2 separate regions of the Mus musculus genome follow, and region 2 is linked to region 1. Evidence: chromatin contacts called from public promoter capture Hi-C data. All regions are on one chromosome and are shown on one strand. The core of a region is the stretch at or near the end of the contact, and the rest is flanking DNA. Distances in the headings are between cores, read along the strand shown. Region 1 holds the start of E2f7 (E2F transcription factor 7). Region 2 holds the start of Krr1 (KRR1, small subunit (SSU) processome component, homolog (yeast)).

Region 1 (3,703 bases), core at 751-3,250:
AAAAAAAAAAGTAAGTTTCAGTTTTTCTCTTTTCATGTCCCTATGGTTCTCTAACCATTTAGAAGATAGATTTTAGTTCCAATTTTTCTTTTGGTGTGTGTGTGTGTGTGTGTGTGTGTGTGTGTGTGTGAGAGAGAGAGAGAGAGAGAGAGAGAGAGAGAGAGAGACATGTAATTGCCAATGTGAAGACCAGAGCAGATGCTAGATGTCTTTTTTCAATAGCTCTACACATTATATTTACTCATCAGTTCATTAACTCATTCCTTTGAAATAGGGACTGTCACTGACCTAGGATAGCTTGACTGGCCAATGACCTTCTCGAAGCAGTGGGTCTCCGCAGCCTGGGTTACAGACTACCTCACCCCCAGCTTTGAAAATGGGTGCTGGGAATCCCAACTCCGTCCTCCTGCTTGTTGAGCAAGCACTTTACTGATTAAGCCATCTCTCCAACCCCATACCTCTGGTTTTTGACACGGGGGTCTTTCCTTTATCTGGAGCTTATTAAACAGGCTAGTCCGCAAGCCCCAGGGATCGGTCTGTGCCTGCTGGTGCTGCAAGCACAGGCACCTCCACACCAGCATGGGCACCAGAGGTCCAACTCTGATCCTTCAAGCACTTTATTGGCTGAGCTATCCCTATAGTCTTCAAATTGTTATTTGCCATAGACATACTTTTTTTTTAAGCTACTATTGTTTATTTGTTCATGCGGATTGTTTTACATGCGTTCTGGTCTTTTCTAAGGTATAGTCCGGTAGCCATTTTCAGGCTGAATGTACCAGCAGACTGGAGTAAAAACCGAAGGACTTGAGTAAATATTTTGAATTCTTCTGATGGCTCATTGTACATTTTTGAGAGCTGAGAGGTGAAGGGTGGGGCCTTTGCACGGAACGGCTAAGACGGGGTAATGAGAATGATAGTTTTGCGTTGAAGTGGGGAAATACTCGTGGGCATGTGTTAAAGAGGCCGTTATAAATCCCAGCTGAGGGCACCCTACAAAATAACAGTACTCGGGGAAAATCTGGGGATCAACCCAAGAAACTGAACCAGGAGCTTAGGAGAGATGAACAAAAGCGATGTCCTCCAACAGGAAATAAAAAAGCATTTGGTAAAAAGAAAACCTGAATAAATAGTGACTTAAACAAGTGCTTTGTACTTACATAAGTGGCTGAAACTGGGTACTAGATGTGAGTGAACTCTTTTAAAGTATCTTTTCAGTTTTTTGTGCAAATCCAAAACGGTTCTAAACAAGAGTTTCTCAAGAGGGGCCTAAAATAGCAGTCTTTCCTTAGGTTCATATTTTAAATAAGAATCCGAAGGAAGTGAAAGGTCTAATAGAAATCAGTAATATTCCAGAGATATTCTTGACTGTTCCCCCATCCCCCAAGCTAGTCCTTACTAGAAACTGTCTAATAACACATTCTCGACCATCTCTAATGCTCTGGAGAGGGAACACCAGGAAACCTTTTGCAAAACCCCCTTTGGTGCGGCTGCCGGGGTTGTTCCCAGGGCTAACGGGCGTGCCATCTGCTCGCAGCCCAGGTGCTAACCAGGGTTCACGTGTCACCTGGCGGCGCCGGGTGCTAGGGAGCCGCCCTGGCAGGTCCCGGCAACTCGGCTCCCGCAGGTTGCTGGGGGCAGGGCGGCGTCCGCAGCATCCCGCGCGTGCGGATCGTTTCCCCGGCTCCATCTGCTGCGCTGGGGGCCGGCGTGGGTCGGTCCCCCACAACAAAAGGGCGCCCCGCGGAGAGCGCGCCGGCCCGCGCCGCCCCGCCCCGGCTTCCCGCGTCCGCGCCCGCGTCCCCGCGGGAAACGCTCCCGCGTCACCGCCTCCAGGTACCCGGAAGGGGGAGGGGGCGAGGCGACAACAATCCGGCGGGCGGGCGAAGGGGAGGAAAGGCGCGGCGCCGAGCGCCAAGACAGCGAGGGGCGGGGCTTCGGGCCGTGCCGCCGCGCCATTGGTCGGCACCGCCCCGCCGGCCGCCGCGCATTGGTGAATGCTCAAATTCAGTCTCAAGGCGCCAGAGGAGGTGTTTTAGCGGGGACCGCGATCCAGGGCTGGAGCTTGGCTTAGGCGGGTAGGAGACGCTGTCGCTACGCGGACACCGCGGGTGGAGCGGAGGATCTGCGAGCCTTGCCCTGCCCTGCCCATGTCGCCAGCCGGCCGCTGAGATCTACACGCTCTGCCCGCTCACGCGTGCGGCTGCGGACGTCCCCGGAGAGACCCTCCATCGCGCAGCGACAGTAAGGAAGCGTGCGGCCCCCTCGGATGGGGAGGCGGGAATGCGGAGACGGGTTACCCGCCGCCCTGGATGCCGTCCCACAGGCCCCGGGTCCGAGTGCCCCCTGGGGTTGTGCTGGCTGCAGCGCTAGGTGAAGGAGGCTGGTCCCCACTACCACCTACCCCCACGATTTAGGGGTCCCCTGGGAAGAGTTTCACTTGGGGTGTGCTTAGATGCCTAGGGAGGGGCTGAGCGCTTCCCGCATGGGTTGGTCTCTAGATCAGGTTTCAGTCTACCCCCTAGATCAAACCCACTCAAAGTTGAATTCCTCCCGGTTCTTTGCGCCAAAATTAACTGACCTGGGAGACCCTGTAACTTTCTTGGCATTTGCCTAACACCTTCCTTCCTTGGTAACTATTTTGCCTGTTGCTTTTCATAAAGGATTGCAGTTTTGTTCAGTTTTTTCGTCTTCCCAGATTTCCAGTGATTCCTAAGTATATTTTAAGTGTTTGTCCGTGTGAGTTTTAATGAGGAATGGAGGGTGTCTTCATTCTTGGAAAATTCCAGGAATGCTGTAGGAAGGGAAAGTTGATGTTCACAAGTGGCATTTTGTCGTTGTTGTTGTAGGGGGAAATAAATGTAAAATCATTTTCTGATATAGTTGTGTGTTCCAGATGGAGGTGAATTGTTTAACACTAAAAGACTTGATCAGCCCCAGGCAGACCAGACTAGATTTTGCCATTGAAGATGCAGAGAACGCACAAAAGGTAAGCACAAATAAATACTTTATAGTCTCCAGCATGTTTTGGATGGTGATGCCTAGCTTTCGTCTCGTATACAGCATAATTGTGATGGCCGTTATAGAGGAGTTTTTAGAGAATGGGGCCATTGCGACCTTTGTTTCGGCTCCTCTTAAGTCATTAGTGTTGGAACCAGCTTCTGAAGCCAAAGGTGCATTCTGGATGCAGTGATCAGAAGTTTGTGATGCCTAGAGATCCCAAGGGCAGTTGAATTAATGTTGGAAGAAATTAGAAAGCGTTAATTCCCTGGAACAGGATTTTGTTGTTGTAAATACTGGATTTAATGTCCGAATGCTGAGAAACACCACCTTCCTCCTAATGGACCAACTACAGAGATGTCTCCCAAGAGTTACAGCCTTGCCTCCTAGACAGGGGTCAATGTGACTGACCCTCACCAGCTCCTCTGAATAGTTGACAGCCCTTCTGCTTCAGATATACTGAGCCACACACTCAGCAATGTCTAAACCACCCTGGCCTGCATCAGCACAGGTGTGCAGAACAGATGTCCTTTTGAGAAGACAGAGCTGTGAATCTGAGCGTTGTTTAAGCAACAGCAAACAGATGTAACAAACCAGTTTCAGAAACCTGGAATGGAAATCTCTAGTAGCAACTTCCTTAGGCATTGAACCTCTCTGGAGTCCAAGTGTTAGTTTTAGGTTAGCATCAACAGTGAACCTGCCTGGT
Region 2 (3,545 bases), core at 917-3,416, 1.2 Mb after region 1:
TGTGTAAACCAGGCTGGCCTTGAACTCAGAAATCCGCTTGCCTCTGCCTCTCAAGTGCTGGGATTTAAGGCATGCGCCACCACTGCCCGGCCTGTTTTCCTTTTCAAACCAGTAGTACTAGTCAAATCAGTGTGTTGCAAATATTTTCTCAGATTTTATATCCTTTAATTTTGTTAAGTGATTTCTTAAGACATTGGCTTCCTATGAGTGCTTGTTTGGTGTTTTTGAAACAGGCTGAGCTGAAGGTCATTATGTAGATCAGGTTGGCCTCAGATTTGAGGCACTCCTCCTGCCTCAACCTGTCAAGTACTGGGACTGTTGACTACTGTAGTCAGCAGAGCATTTTACCTTTTATTTTCATTCTTTACATACATTATATTCCAACCAGTTTCCCCTACCTCCACCCCTCCTAGTCCCCTCTCTCTTCTTCCCCAGATCCACTCCTCCTCTGTTTCTCTTAAAACAAACAAATGAAAAGCCTCCCAGGGATATCAACCGAACACAGCACAACAAATTACAATAAAGTCCCATAGCCTCTTCCCTTTTAAATTATTGATTTAAATACTTTATGATCAATGAGTAACAGACTCATTAAAATCTAGATGAAATTTATTCAGAACATGTGGGTGCCCCCCAACCTGATAGTTGTGTTGAATTTCCCATCTTCTCATCTTGATTTTAGAAGACTTTTTAGTATTTATTGAAATACTATTATGCTGTCAACTTAAAAAAAATAACAAGGGCTTGGAAGAAGTTGAAGTGAGGCCAACAGCCTCTTTCCAGTGAAAGGAACCCAGACCCACACACCCATGTGTGAAAAGCACTCTTTGAAAGAAGCTCGAAGCTCATAACCATTCAAACATAATACTAACTACATTTGATTCTCAAAGAGACTGGAATGGGTGCACCATTATGAGGCATCAGTTTGCATACAGAGAATTTCCCTTAAAATTTGTTCAAAACATAGTCGAATCCAGTGGTTACCAACCTTCCTAATGCTGCAACTCTTCAGTATAGTTCTGCATGTTTCTGTGATCCCTGAACCACAAAATCATTTCGTTATTACGTCCAACTTTGCTACTGTTATGAATTATAATGTCTATATACATGTGCGTTCTGATGGTCTTAGACGACCCCTGTGAAAGGTAGTTTGACCCTCTAAGGAGTCACAATCCACAGGTTGAAAACCACCGATCTAAGCACCTGAAGTATTGTTCTCAGTTTTACTAGGCATATGCGGGTACTCCTCTTTCCTTTATCTGGCTTATTGACCCATGTGCTTATTAAATATTTCCTGGAGGTTGGGGAGAGCATGGTCCAGAAGGAGAGGTCCTAGTGTGTTTTCAGACCCTGGTTACATCTCTTCACATCTTAGCATCTAATTTAGTGAATATATTTTTGTGCTAATATTTTTTTGCTGTTTTTACTGACTATATTCTAAGCCTTTTAAAGCTATGATGTAAGAATAATAAACAATAAAGTTTTGGTAATAGCTCCCTCCAGCCCCCACCAAAAAACCCCAAACATTTGAATGCTGAAGACCGGTGTGGTGGTACACACCTTTAATCCCAGATTCTGGAGTCATAAGCAGGAAGATCACTATGACGTTGAGGCCAGCCAGGTCTACATAGCATGTTCCAGGCTAGTGAAGGATACACAGTGGCCTCGATTCATAAACCCAAAATAAACAAAACAAGCAAGCAAACAAATAAATAAAAATAGAACAGAAAAGTCTTTTAAAACCAATCTGGAAGTTGAGAGATTTAAAATGCAAAACTCATGGTAGGTTTTCAAATGGGCTAAAGAGTGGTAGCAAAGTTTGGGTAGATTTTTGATACAATTCGCCATTTTCATTAGATTTCTAATCCCCCTCAAATAAGAATTTTAATAATTTCCCCTCCCTTCTCTCCCTCACCCTCACCCACCTCTCTTCTCTCTCCTCTCCTTCGCTCCCTTTCTCTCCCTTTCCTTCCCTTCCCCTCTCAAAAAAGAAGTTCCCACAGGGCTATACAAGTAGCTACAATTTAGAGCTTGATACAAGAAAACTACCATTCCCAGCGTGCAACACCGAGGTTGCAATGCATCCTGGGAAGGAAGTGTCACGCTCCCCCCCGTCCCCGCCCCATCGGCTTCCTGTTCGTCAGAGCAGAGACCACGCAGGTCTCATAGGGATTATCCGGAACTCGTTTTGCCTTTTACACATTGTAGCCGGCGGGATCTTAAAGAACAGTTCCACTTCCGGGGCCGCCGGAAGCAGTTTTGCGATGGCAACTTCTGCGGAGGCGCCTGCCAAAGAAGCTCAAAAACGTGACTCTCAGCCGCAGAAACAGAAGCGTGAGACCCAAGGTGAGGCAGTGCGAGACCCGAAGCCCGGAGCTGGCGGATCTCGAAGCATCTTTGTCTCTTTCTTTGGCCGCGCACTTGGGTTGAGCCTCTTTTAGGCTGTGCAGTGCCTGCGGTAGCCGGGGTAGCCGAGGGTTGCGGGTGTTGATGGCTGCGCCGGCCACGTGCAGCTAACGCAGTGTTTTTGCCAGCGACCGTCCCTGGCAAGTGTACCCGATGCGCCTTCTGTCCCCGGTAAAAGTGTGAGGACTCAGAGATTGTGGAAGGCGCGGCAGTTCTGCCTTGAGCTTTGGGGAGGGGAGGTTGAGAGGATGCGGATCAGGATCAGGTGGGAGAATCTTCGTGTCCTGCGAGCGCCGATGGTGATGAGGGAGGCGGACGGGGAAAGGTGGGGACGGAGCTCAATGGGAAGTTTTGTCAGAACTTTTATCTGATTATTAAGTTGCTAAATGACACAGCTCTCAGTCTTTAGCTCTAACCCCTAGTTTGATTTTTGGCTGCTCTAGTTTGATTGCTTCTTTCCGTTTTGATGAGAGTTTGGTTTTTACCTACCTTCAATTTAAAAAGAAAAATTTTTTTCTTTTAAAAACTAAGTACGTAAAATACGGCAGGGACTATAGACACCGGTAAAAGCTTCAAACCAACGCTTGAGGAATTGACAGGATGAGTAGACCATCTTCCTCAAGTTATCCATGTGCCAATCACAGATGCTATATAGCTTCCTTTCTGGTACCCGGAGTAATTCGTTCGAGCTTTCTGTCACCTATCTACAGCTATTATGATTTTTAACAAAACGCTTCGATTTTTGTCTCCTTTTGAATCATAGGAGAATGAATGGAGCTGTGTACTCTATGTATGTTGTCTGTGTCTTTAGCTTCTGATTCTTTACGATGCTGTGTAATATTTAAATTCCGTCGTTGGCGGACATTTGAGCTCTGCCTTCAGCTTGCTCTTGTAAGCACCTTTGTGCATGTCTTCTGGTAATGCCTCAGGGTCTCTGTAGGAATTTAGGATTGGAAACTCAATTGCAGGGTATCTTCAAGTTATGCTAATGCTACCGGAAGGAGCTGTGCCAGGTTTTTTTCTGTTTTAGGAAAGGTTTGTTTACGTTCAAAGCGTGAGGGTATAGTCAACCATGGAGGGGAAACTGGGCCAGCACAACTCTAATAGTTGAGATTGCTCATCGATCTAAATTTACAGTG

The links. Promoter capture Hi-C pulls out the DNA fragments that hold promoters and counts their contacts.
Region 2: a contact with region 1 is called in a promoter capture Hi-C map of pre-B cells, with 10 times the contacts expected there. The contact joins the promoter of Krr1 here to the promoter of E2f7 in region 1. A contact is called at or near these places in 4 of 39 promoter capture datasets (the C10 cell line, embryonic stem cells, liver and 1 more), 6 of 484 Hi-C or Micro-C datasets (CD4 T cells, double positive thymocytes, natural killer cells and 2 more), 4 of 115 datasets of contacts at active chromatin or transcription factors (large pre-B cells, regulatory T cells, stem cell-derived neural progenitor cells and 1 more) and 2 of 9 other capture datasets (adipose tissue and liver).

What each region holds. Positions count from the first base shown.
Region 1 is chr10:110,743,439-110,747,141 of GRCm38.p6, forward strand. E2f7 (E2F transcription factor 7) reads left to right here and starts at 2,001. Exons shown (of 13, transcript NM_178609.5): 1 at 2,001-2,241; 2 at 2,894-2,986. The coding sequence starts at 2,894.
Region 2 is chr10:111,970,529-111,974,073 of GRCm38.p6, forward strand. Krr1 (KRR1, small subunit (SSU) processome component, homolog (yeast)) reads left to right here and starts at 2,167. Exons shown (of 10, transcript NM_178610.4): 1 at 2,167-2,346. The coding sequence starts at 2,265.